Regions from separate parts of the Gossypium hirsutum genome. Here region 1 is linked to region 2. Evidence: chromatin contacts called from public Hi-C data. All regions are on one chromosome and are shown on one strand. Each heading gives the region's core, a stretch centred on a gene start, on an enhancer-like site or on the middle of the called end of the contact. The rest is flanking DNA. Distances are from core to core; before and after follow the strand shown.

Region 1 (4,770 bases), core at 1,048-3,547, 170 kb after region 2:
CATTAGATACCAGTGGCTTCAATAGAGAATCCTTATAAGATCGAGACGGCGGTGTAGAAAAAAGATCTATTGCCTTAATCTTCTTGGTGCTACGTTCCAAGTGATCTTGTTCTTCAATAGAGCGTTCATCCATTTTTTCTAGGGCTTAAATTTGTAACACTTGAAAATATATTAAAGGTTATCAAATTAATTTTTACTTATTTGGTTAAAAATAATTTAATTTAATTCTAATAATATGTTATGTCAAATACTTTTAAAATAAAGCTGAAAAAAAATGAAAATTACAAAGTGTATATCAACCTGGAGATAGAAAACAGATATCGAAAAGCTTAATGAAAAGTAAAAATGAAAAGAATAAGAAAAAATGAAGAAACTAAAATACAAAAGAGATTTTTAAAATTATTAAACCATGAATTTAAAACCCAACCTGGGTCATTCGTCCAGGCTCGAAAATCTACTTAAAAAATAAAAGGGTTTGAACAAAAATATATATAGGTCAAAAAATTGGGCTATGAAAAACAATAATATTCGTTTTCTAAACGGGTCGAGTCTCAGTAAGACTTTTTGGTCTCCGACATGGATCAGCTTAAACTTTGTTGTTGTTGTTTTACTATTATATTACTATTATTTTATTATTATTGTTTGGATATTATATAAGTCTTATTTTATGGTTAATTTTACTATTATTTTAAATCCATTTACTTGCTAAATTAGAAATATATTAGTGTTATTTAATGTATTTCAATTTCAAGTCAAGTTCGAATTTTAGATTTTTGAAGCTAAATGGAACTCAAATCTAAAAATCGACCCAACCTGGTGGTAATCAAGTCTAGTCATCAGAATGTTAAATTGAAAGTGACTCACTCAGCCAACAATGTTACAAAGCTTAGAAGAACTGAAATGGATGTCTGCTGTAAAGGCCCTAGTGCCTCGTTTTGAGTTTGTAGCTTTTTGTTTTAGGTGCCAATCTAGTAATAGTGTATGGTCCATCACCTTACTAAATACAGATAATCCTTTGTTGTACGACATTCACAACTTGATTATGTACTATATTATTGATTTTAATTAATAAATAAGATATATTAAAAAATTGGATAAAAGTATCATAAAAGTTCCTATATCAAGAATTAAATTGTATCTCATTAAAAAAATGAGTAATTTTAAATTAGATTTGATCATGGGCCAGGTCGATGTCAAATTTTATACTCAAGTTTGACTCAAAAAATAGACCTAAAATTTTGCTCAAACTTGACCCAGATAAAAAAATACTAAACCCGAGCCCACCTGGCCTGCCCATATTGAAAATTTTTATATTATTTTTTATATAAAAATAAATTTAAAAAATACAATACATCAAATATACTAAAAACATTAAAATAAATATTTCCCAATAAATTGAAAATACATTAAAAAAATCTTTATACTTAAATAATACTAAGACAGTTACAACTTAGCAAGCAAATGCCTTTAAAATAGTAACAAAATTAACAATAAAATAAGAGTTATACAATTTCCAAACAATAATAACAAAATAGTAGCAATGTAATAACAAAATAGTAGCAAAACAAAGCAAAATGACAACAAACAGCAATAGAAATTTTTTTCTGGATTAAGTCCAGGCAAAAAAATCTTACCTTAGGTCCAACCCATTTCGAAAACGGGTGTTATTTTTTGTCCAAGTTCATTTTTCGGATCTATATTTTTGTCCAAACTCTCCCACTTTTTCGAGCGGGTTTTCAGGTCTAGGCAAATGGCCCGATCCATGATCAAACCTAATTTAAATTAGTTCTTGTAGTTAAATAAAAAAGCAAACTGATCATTTTTATTAAAGAACATATATTTTTACTATTAAAAACTGACTTGACTAATGAAATAACTAAACAATTATACATTGTATGCCACATGCACCTCATGTTGACATATATAAACTAATTTTTTATAATAAAAATAGAGAGATATTTTAAAAAAATGAACCAATTTACTCTAATTTATTTACTTTTGAATAAAAGACCAAAATATAAATTAACTTATAATACAAAAACTTTTTTTTTAGATCAAAAAATATTTTAAATAGAAAATTGAGAGTTCCAGTTCAATTTGACAATTCACCTAAAAAATACTAAAATTTATCGAAACAAGAGAATATGAATTTGAGTTCCTTATCTTTTATTTAAAAGTGAAAATAGGCTACAATTTTATATGAATAAAAAAAAGTACAAGGGATAAGATTTCTTAAAAAAAAAGTCCAAAATTGAGATATTTTATTTAAATAACTTTAGTAACGCCTGAACTGGATTTTGATAACGCTACAGAAAACATTTGGAAGAATATACTATCTAATATTTATTTTCTTCCCCAATACAATTTAATGTTATGTTTAAGTCAGCTCAGCCATTATTGTGAAATTTGGAAGGCCATTTCCAGGTTTCCAAAACCATTCCCTGATTATACGCTGCCTATTCTCCTCTATTTAATATCATATATGGAAGGTTTGGTGGTGATATAGTTGTTCCCAGGACCCAGGTTTCACTCTTGAAGATTGGATTCTCATTGGATTGCTTGGCTTCACCTTTGTTTTTTTTCCTTTCCTTCTTTGACGTCAAACACCCTCTAATCTAAGGAAACGTGTGGCCAACTTTCCTTTCCCAACTACCCTCTTCTTTTTCTAGTCTACCCAAGTTCTTTGAATTACCAGTAACATTTGTTTGATTTCTCAGTTGAAAAGAAGGGGAGAAAAAAATAGTTTGGGCTTTTCTTTTTTGAGTAGTTTTGTGTTATGGGGTCCATTCATACTTAACCTGCATTCTCCTTTCAAGTTGCCTCTCATTCTGTTTCACCAACAACACCGCACCACCAAACTTGATTCTTTTTTTCACTCATTGAGAGGTTGAAGTTTTGGCCTTTTCTTGTTTTTTTGATAGAAAAATAGCAGGACATTGGCATTGTGTGTTATTTGGTTTTTGAGATTTCTTGTATTTTTTGATGGCTTTGAAGTGTGTTCCGATCTTCTTTTGTTCTCAAAAGCCTCAGTCTCTTCTTGAGATACCAGCTTTGGGGTATAGCCGAGGTAGGATTGTGTTGGATTTGAGGCCTATTAGATTGGAATGCTGTGCTTTGGGTGCTTCAGCACAAAGTGCTATTTGTCTTGTTGAAGACGAGAAGCCTGGGGCCAAGACATCTCCCACTGGGAAGATTGATAACGATGGGAACACAATCTCAAGGGGGTTTCACAAGGACTTGAATCTTCTTCCTAGTAATCTAACTCGGTTCTAGTACTTTCAACTAATATTGGGTTTTAATTTTTTTTTTATAATTCTCTTCCTATAATTTAATTGAGTTGTTGAATGAATTTTAGATGTGATGGAAGCTATGCTTTGTTCTATAAATTAGCATTAATGAAATTATAGATGGAAATAATGTTCATTTCATTTTTTATTTTTGATGCAAATATTTTGATTGAGGTTGAAAAGAATCCTAAAATATGTTGAAGGGCAATGTAGATGGGTCCATTTGTTGTTCTAGTGTTTATAGCTAAATGAAAGGTTCTACTTTGAATGAGTTTGAATAAAGGACAGTTGGAACATTCGTTAGGATAAATGATGTTTCATTTGATATGTAGAATTACATTTATGAGGCCAATTATATTCAATGTCAGTTGTTTGAATGTGCTTCAAGGTTATGTAGCTATGTAAAGATAGAAGATGGCTGCTATTGTCTCCTGCTTGGAACTATTTTGGACTATTCGGTCCCATGGAACCGTTGGTTTAGCAAGAAAGTAAATACAAAATGAGATTCCTAGCTTGGCAGTTGAGATTTACTTTGTTGATGGCTTTTGATGCTTATGATCTTTAGTTATGTTTGTTTGAAGCCGGACATAAAAATTTTGCACTGAATCATGCATCGCTTACTTTTACGAACAACATCTTCTGCTAACATGTGTAGTTATGAGTAGGAGGAATATTCTTTTTTGGAACTTTTGAGTATCATGCGTAATGTCAACCCAATGGGATGGGATAGGACTCTCACGTGGATGAACTTGAGTTGTTCAAGGTTTGAATGACTCCCAAATGTACTCACTCCGCATGTGTACGGATAAAGGAGTATAACCGTTACGTGATCTAGGACAGGATTAATTCATACTTGGATACAATGAATATCTTTCCTATTCAGATGTAATTTAATTAGGTTGGACCGTGTACTTGAATGATCTAGTGATTTCATTGATCGTGGACGTGCTCTATAAATTTATTTCCAATTTTCTTGTATTATTCTTTTATAAGGTATTGTGTCTTATCTTTAATAACTTGGACCGTTACAGGGTTTTGGTCAATGCAATTTCTAAGATTGAATATGTAACTGTTTTGTAGAACCGCTGTCCAAAACCGATCTATCTCCATTTCCTGATGATGGTTCAAACTTGCGGGTTGCTTTTCAGGTCTGAAACTTATTTATTCTTTGATGGAATGTCCAACGTGTTTCTTGCTATACTTATGTCGGCTATTACTTATTTTAGGGAATCTCAGGTGCCTATGGCGAGGATGCTGCCCTTAAAGCATACCCTAATTGTGAGACTGTGCCATGTGACCAATTTGAAGCAGCATTCAATGTTCGGATGATAAGTACTTTAGTGGTATTTTTTTACTGCATGAACCTATGCTGAAATTTTCTCGGTTATATTGTTTTGTTCTTTTAACAGGCAGTTGAACTTTGGTTGGTGGATAAGGCAGTTCTCCCCATTGAGAATTCTGTCGGTGGTAGTCTACACCGTAA
Region 2 (4,820 bases), core at 1,528-4,027:
AAAGCCCAGGAATAACAAACAACCCATGATTGCAATGCCCATGAGCGATATCATGAGTTGCCGACATTGGAGCCGGTGGCAACCGGAAAGTTAAAAACATTTCACCGTTTTTGTTTGCACTAATCTTAGCAGTCACTTTTATATTTTCTTTACACCTAAGATCGTCGGCAGTCGTTCTTCAAGACACACTCCGTTGGAGCTGCTTAGAAGCTAGTAGTATTGTTGTAAGCTTAGTTCATCTCTTTCTTTGCCGTGTTTCATTTTTAGACTGCAACTTTCTCTTCTTTCCCCCTCTCTTGTAAGTTAAGCAGATTTTATGTTGCTATAGTGATTTGGGTTTTCTTTTTCCGTTTTATTCTTTTTTACAGAAAGAAGTGTTGCTTTTGATGAATTGGGTATCGATATTTCTATGGTTTTTGCTCTTTTTGTCCAAAGAAGTTGCTTTTTCAACCGAGGATTGCATTTAGGTAAGCAATTCTCTTGCCCAAATAGTGAAGACATTGTATTCAGAGCGATTTGTGTTAATTTAAAGCATAGAAGATGGAAATTCTTGGATCAAGTGTTCCCAAGTCTTACAAATGCATTGGTGAGTCGTGTTGTTGGCGAGTTTCAGAACTCACCTCAGTTAGCCTTGGAATTTTACGATTGGTTTGGGGAGAAAAAAGGGTTCCCACTCTCATTGACATCGCGTTGTGCTCTAATTCATGTGTTGGTCAAGTCGAGGCGATTCGATGATGCATTGTCTATAATGGAGAAATTAATACATGTAGATGGAATGACCCCAATGGAAGTTTTGGATGGTTTGTTGGATAGTTATGAAATTTGTAAGTCATGTCCAGCCGTCTTTGATGCATTGGTTAGAGCTTGCACTCGATGTGGTGCAACCGAAGGTGCTTACTTAGTTATTAAGAAGTTGAGAATGGAGGGCCGTCTTGTTACTATTCATGCTTGGAATAATTTTTTGAGTCAACTATTGAAGTTAAATGAAATTGTTAGATTTTGGAACATGTATAAGGAAATAATTTCTTACGGGTATATTGAGAATTTGAATACTTTTAACTTGGTTGTATATGCTCTTTGTAAGGAATGTAAATTGCTAGAAGCTATTTCAACATTTTATCGGATGTTGAAGAGTGGGATCCTGCCTAATATTGTTACTTTCAACATGATAATAGATGGAGCTTGTAGGGTGGGTGGCATAGAGCTTGCTTTGAAGCTAGTTGAAAAGATGGGAGTAATGTCAGAGAACTTTGTTTCGCCCAACACCGTAACTTATAATTCTATCATTAACGGGTTTTGCAAATTAGGTAAAGTTGCGTTTGCAGAAGAAGTCCTTAATGATATGATTAAGGCAGGTGTCAAGCCTGATGTAAGGTCTTATGCAGCAATGATAGATGGTTATGCACGAGGAGGGTGTTTGGAGGAGGCATTAAGATTGTGTGATGAAATGGTGGAAAGGGGCTTGATGCCTAATACAGTTGTTTATAATTCAATCCTCCATTGGCTTTACTCAGAAGGTGATATCGGGGGATCTTCTTTAGTATTATCGGACATGATTGACAAGCATGTATTCCCTGATCAATTCACCTACTCTACTCTTATACAGGGGCTTTGCAGAAATGGATATGTGATGCAAGCTTTTAAATTTCATTGCCAGATTATGGAAAAGAATGTCATTGAAGACACATTCTCACACAATATTCTCATCAATTACCTTTGTAAAAGCAATGATTTATCAGGAGCCATGCAACTTGTGGGTAGCATGTTCATCCGTGGTTTAATTCCAGACTTGGTCACCTATGGTGCTTTAATTGATGGGTATTGCAAGGAAGGGAAACTAGGAAGTGCTGTTTGGGTCTACGAAAAGATGAAGGTGGAGAAAAAGCCCAACATAGTGATATATAACTCTATTCTTAATGGATTGTGCAAGGAGATGTCAATGGATGCTGCAAGACGGATGATAGATTCATTAAAGAGTCTGGGTTTACCTGATGCTATAACATATAATACTCTCATTAACGGTTATTGCAGCTGTGGTAATATGGACGAGGCATTTTCTCTGTTAATGGAGATGCGAAAGGTAGGGAGGTTTGTAAACACAGTAACTTACAATACATTGATAAACTTTCTTTGCAAGTGTGGGTGCATTCAACAAGCAAAAGAACTAACGAAGAGAATGGTTCTAGAGGGCCTGATTCCTGATTTTATAACATACGCGATGCTCATTACATGTTCTGCTAAGAATTGTAGCGCAGATGAAGTTATTGAATTGCATGACTCCATGGTGCTTAACGGAGTGGTTCCTTACCGACAGACGTATCAAGCTATTGTCAGACCCCTCCTTGGGGAAGAAAATGAGGAGACAAGAGTTTAGTTTTTATATTTTCTTACTCATGTTAGTTCAGTTGCCTTTGATTTTTCCCCCCCTTCATTCTTATTCATTGTCATCAGATAACGAACAACTGAGAACTTTTTCTTTATGTCAAATAAATATAGGGATTTCGCCTATGGTGTGGATTGTAGCCAATTATGCAGCTGTCGAACACGACAGGTTGCTAATTTATGCCATTGTATGTATTATTAAGTGAAATTTTCTACTCGAAAAACAGTTTTAGGAAAAGATGATGTTATGATGATTGTTTCTGTTTTGTTTATAAGTTGGATATGCATTCAGGGGCCTGGAAGTTCTTGAATTGGCCTGTTCTTTCCTTTCTCATTACCTAGAGCTCTAAATCTCATAGGTTCAAAGGAGTAGACATTGACAGTTAAAAGCTCTTGCAACACTGATCTAGGAAGATGATGGAGCATTTCGGTTCTGATGCAAGATGTTTCGACCTGTTAAATTGGAATTGATCTTCTGCATAATTTTGACTAATGATGTATCGGTCCATGAATGTGTGGCCTTGAAATTTCATCATCTTTTTTGTTCCTTTTTTTTTCCTCATTTCTTATTGTTACAGGGTATAAAACACCAGCAATATGTCGAAGGCAACGCATTTGTTTTCTGAAATGTAATCTTTTGATTATTTTGTATGGAAGTATGATAGACATTCAAATCATAAAGCTCTTTTGACCTGTTCTCCAACCATTTTTACAGAAAATCAGTTTTTTTGCAACATAAAGTCTATGGCTTTTCTTATCAGGTACAAACCTTTTCCACACATATTTCCTGGAAATTAACACAAGTAAATATTGTAAGTATGGTTGAAAAGTATCAAAATTCATGGAGTGGCATATACCTTTCAGAATAGGGAACCTATCAAGTTAAGATCCAAGAAGCAACCATTAGGAGGTTGCCACTTCAAAAAGGCCCCATCAAGATGTAATGGTGAAAAATCAATGGACCAAAATTTCAAAATCCTTATCCCAAAACCTCATCCATTCCCTCCCTCTCACTTCCACACATTCCCTCTGATTTCCTCCATACCAGAAACTACTCTCCAACACACAAAAGGATAAGACTTGATAAAAATCAAAATACAAAAGCAAGCCATTGTAGGAAAAAGCTCTTTCTCTTGCTCTCTTTAGAGTAAATTTCTTTTGCAATCCTTTGTAGAGCTCCGGGATCCATTGTCACCATGTCTTGCTCAAATCTGACAATGTGGGTGTCCTCAAAACCCTCTCTTTCTGACACTTCTTCACTCTCTTTCCGTTCTTTCATCAGCCCTTTTCAGCTCCCATCTCAGAGCTCAACCCCCGGTAACCCTTCCAGGTCCTCATCTGTAACCCCAGTTCACTGTGGTCTTCGTGAGCTTAGAGACCGTATTGATTCAGTAAAGAACACGCAGAAGATCACTGAAGCCATGAAACTTGTGGCTGCTGCTAAAGTTAGGAGAGCACAAGAAGCTGTTGTCAATGGCAGACCTTTCTCTGAGTCCCTGGTTGAAGTTCTTTACAACATCAATGAACAGCTCCAGACTGAAGACATAGATGCTCCTCTCACAAACGTCAGGCCTGTCAAAAAAGTTGCTTTGGTTGTTGTTACTGGTGATCGTGGTCTCTGTGGAGGTTTTAACAATGCTATCATCAAGAAAGCTGAAGCTAGAATTGCAGAATTGAAGCAGCTTGGACTTGATTATACAATAATCAGTGTGGGGAAAAAGGGTAATTCATATTTCATCCGCAGGCCCTACATCCCAGTGGACAAATTCCTAGATGGTAGCTCACTCCCTACAGCTAAAGAAGCTCAGGCAATTGCTGATGATGTTTTTTCACTCTTTGTTAGTGAAGAAGTCGATAAAGTGGAGCTTTTGTACACCAAATTCGTATCCTTGGTTAAGTCTGATCCTGTGATTCATACTTTGCTTCCACTGTCACCAAAGGGTGAAATCTGTGATGTAAATGGTGTTTGTGTTGATGCTGCTGAGGATGAGTTCTTCAGATTGACAACCAGGGAAGGGAAACTGACGGTGGAGAGAGAAGTTATGAGGACTCAGACAGCTGATTTCTCTCCCATTTTGCAGTTTGAGCAGGACCCAGTTCAGATTCTTGATGCTTTGTTGCCTCTTTATCTCAACAGCCAGGTTCTGAGGGCTTTGCAGGAATCACTAGCCAGTGAGCTTGCAGCTAGGATGAGTGCCATGAGCAATGCTACTGATAATGCCCAGGAACTGAAAAAGACCTTGTCTATCGTCTACAACCGGCAGCGTCAAGCGAAAATCACCGGAGAGATATTGGAGATTGTTGCTGGTGCCAATGCTTTGGTCTAATGAACTTGAAACCTGTTTCACCATCAATTATGTTCCCTTGTAGGTATTAAAAAGAATTATTAAATTATGAGTAGTTTCCTTATTCATTCCTATATACTTGTTTAAGAACAG

The links. Hi-C and Micro-C count contacts between places; a contact is called where the count stands out from the background.
Region 1: a Hi-C map of leaf shows a contact between it and region 2, with 1.8 times the contacts expected there. The contact joins the promoter of LOC107901960 here to the promoter of LOC107901956 in region 2. A contact is called at or near these places in 10 of 34 Hi-C or Micro-C datasets (callus, fibers, hypocotyl and 2 more).

What each region holds. Positions count from the first base shown.
Region 1 is chrD06:56,767,575-56,772,344 of Gossypium_hirsutum_v2.1, forward strand. LOC107901960 (arogenate dehydratase/prephenate dehydratase 1, chloroplastic) reads left to right here and starts at 2,298. Exons shown (of 11, transcript XM_016828155.2): 1 at 2,298-3,253; 2 at 4,368-4,435; 3 at 4,514-4,606; 4 at 4,697-4,770. The coding sequence starts at 2,983.
Region 2 is chrD06:56,593,088-56,597,907 of Gossypium_hirsutum_v2.1, forward strand. LOC107901956 (ATP synthase gamma chain, chloroplastic) reads left to right here and starts at 2,778. Exons shown (of 2, transcript XM_016828144.2): 1 at 2,778-4,752. The coding sequence starts at 3,579. The coding sequence ends at 4,709. It overlaps LOC107901955 (pentatricopeptide repeat-containing protein At1g11710, mitochondrial), which reads left to right. Exons shown (of 2, transcript XM_016828143.2): 1 at 1-224; 2 at 369-2,620. The coding sequence starts at 410. The coding sequence ends at 2,374.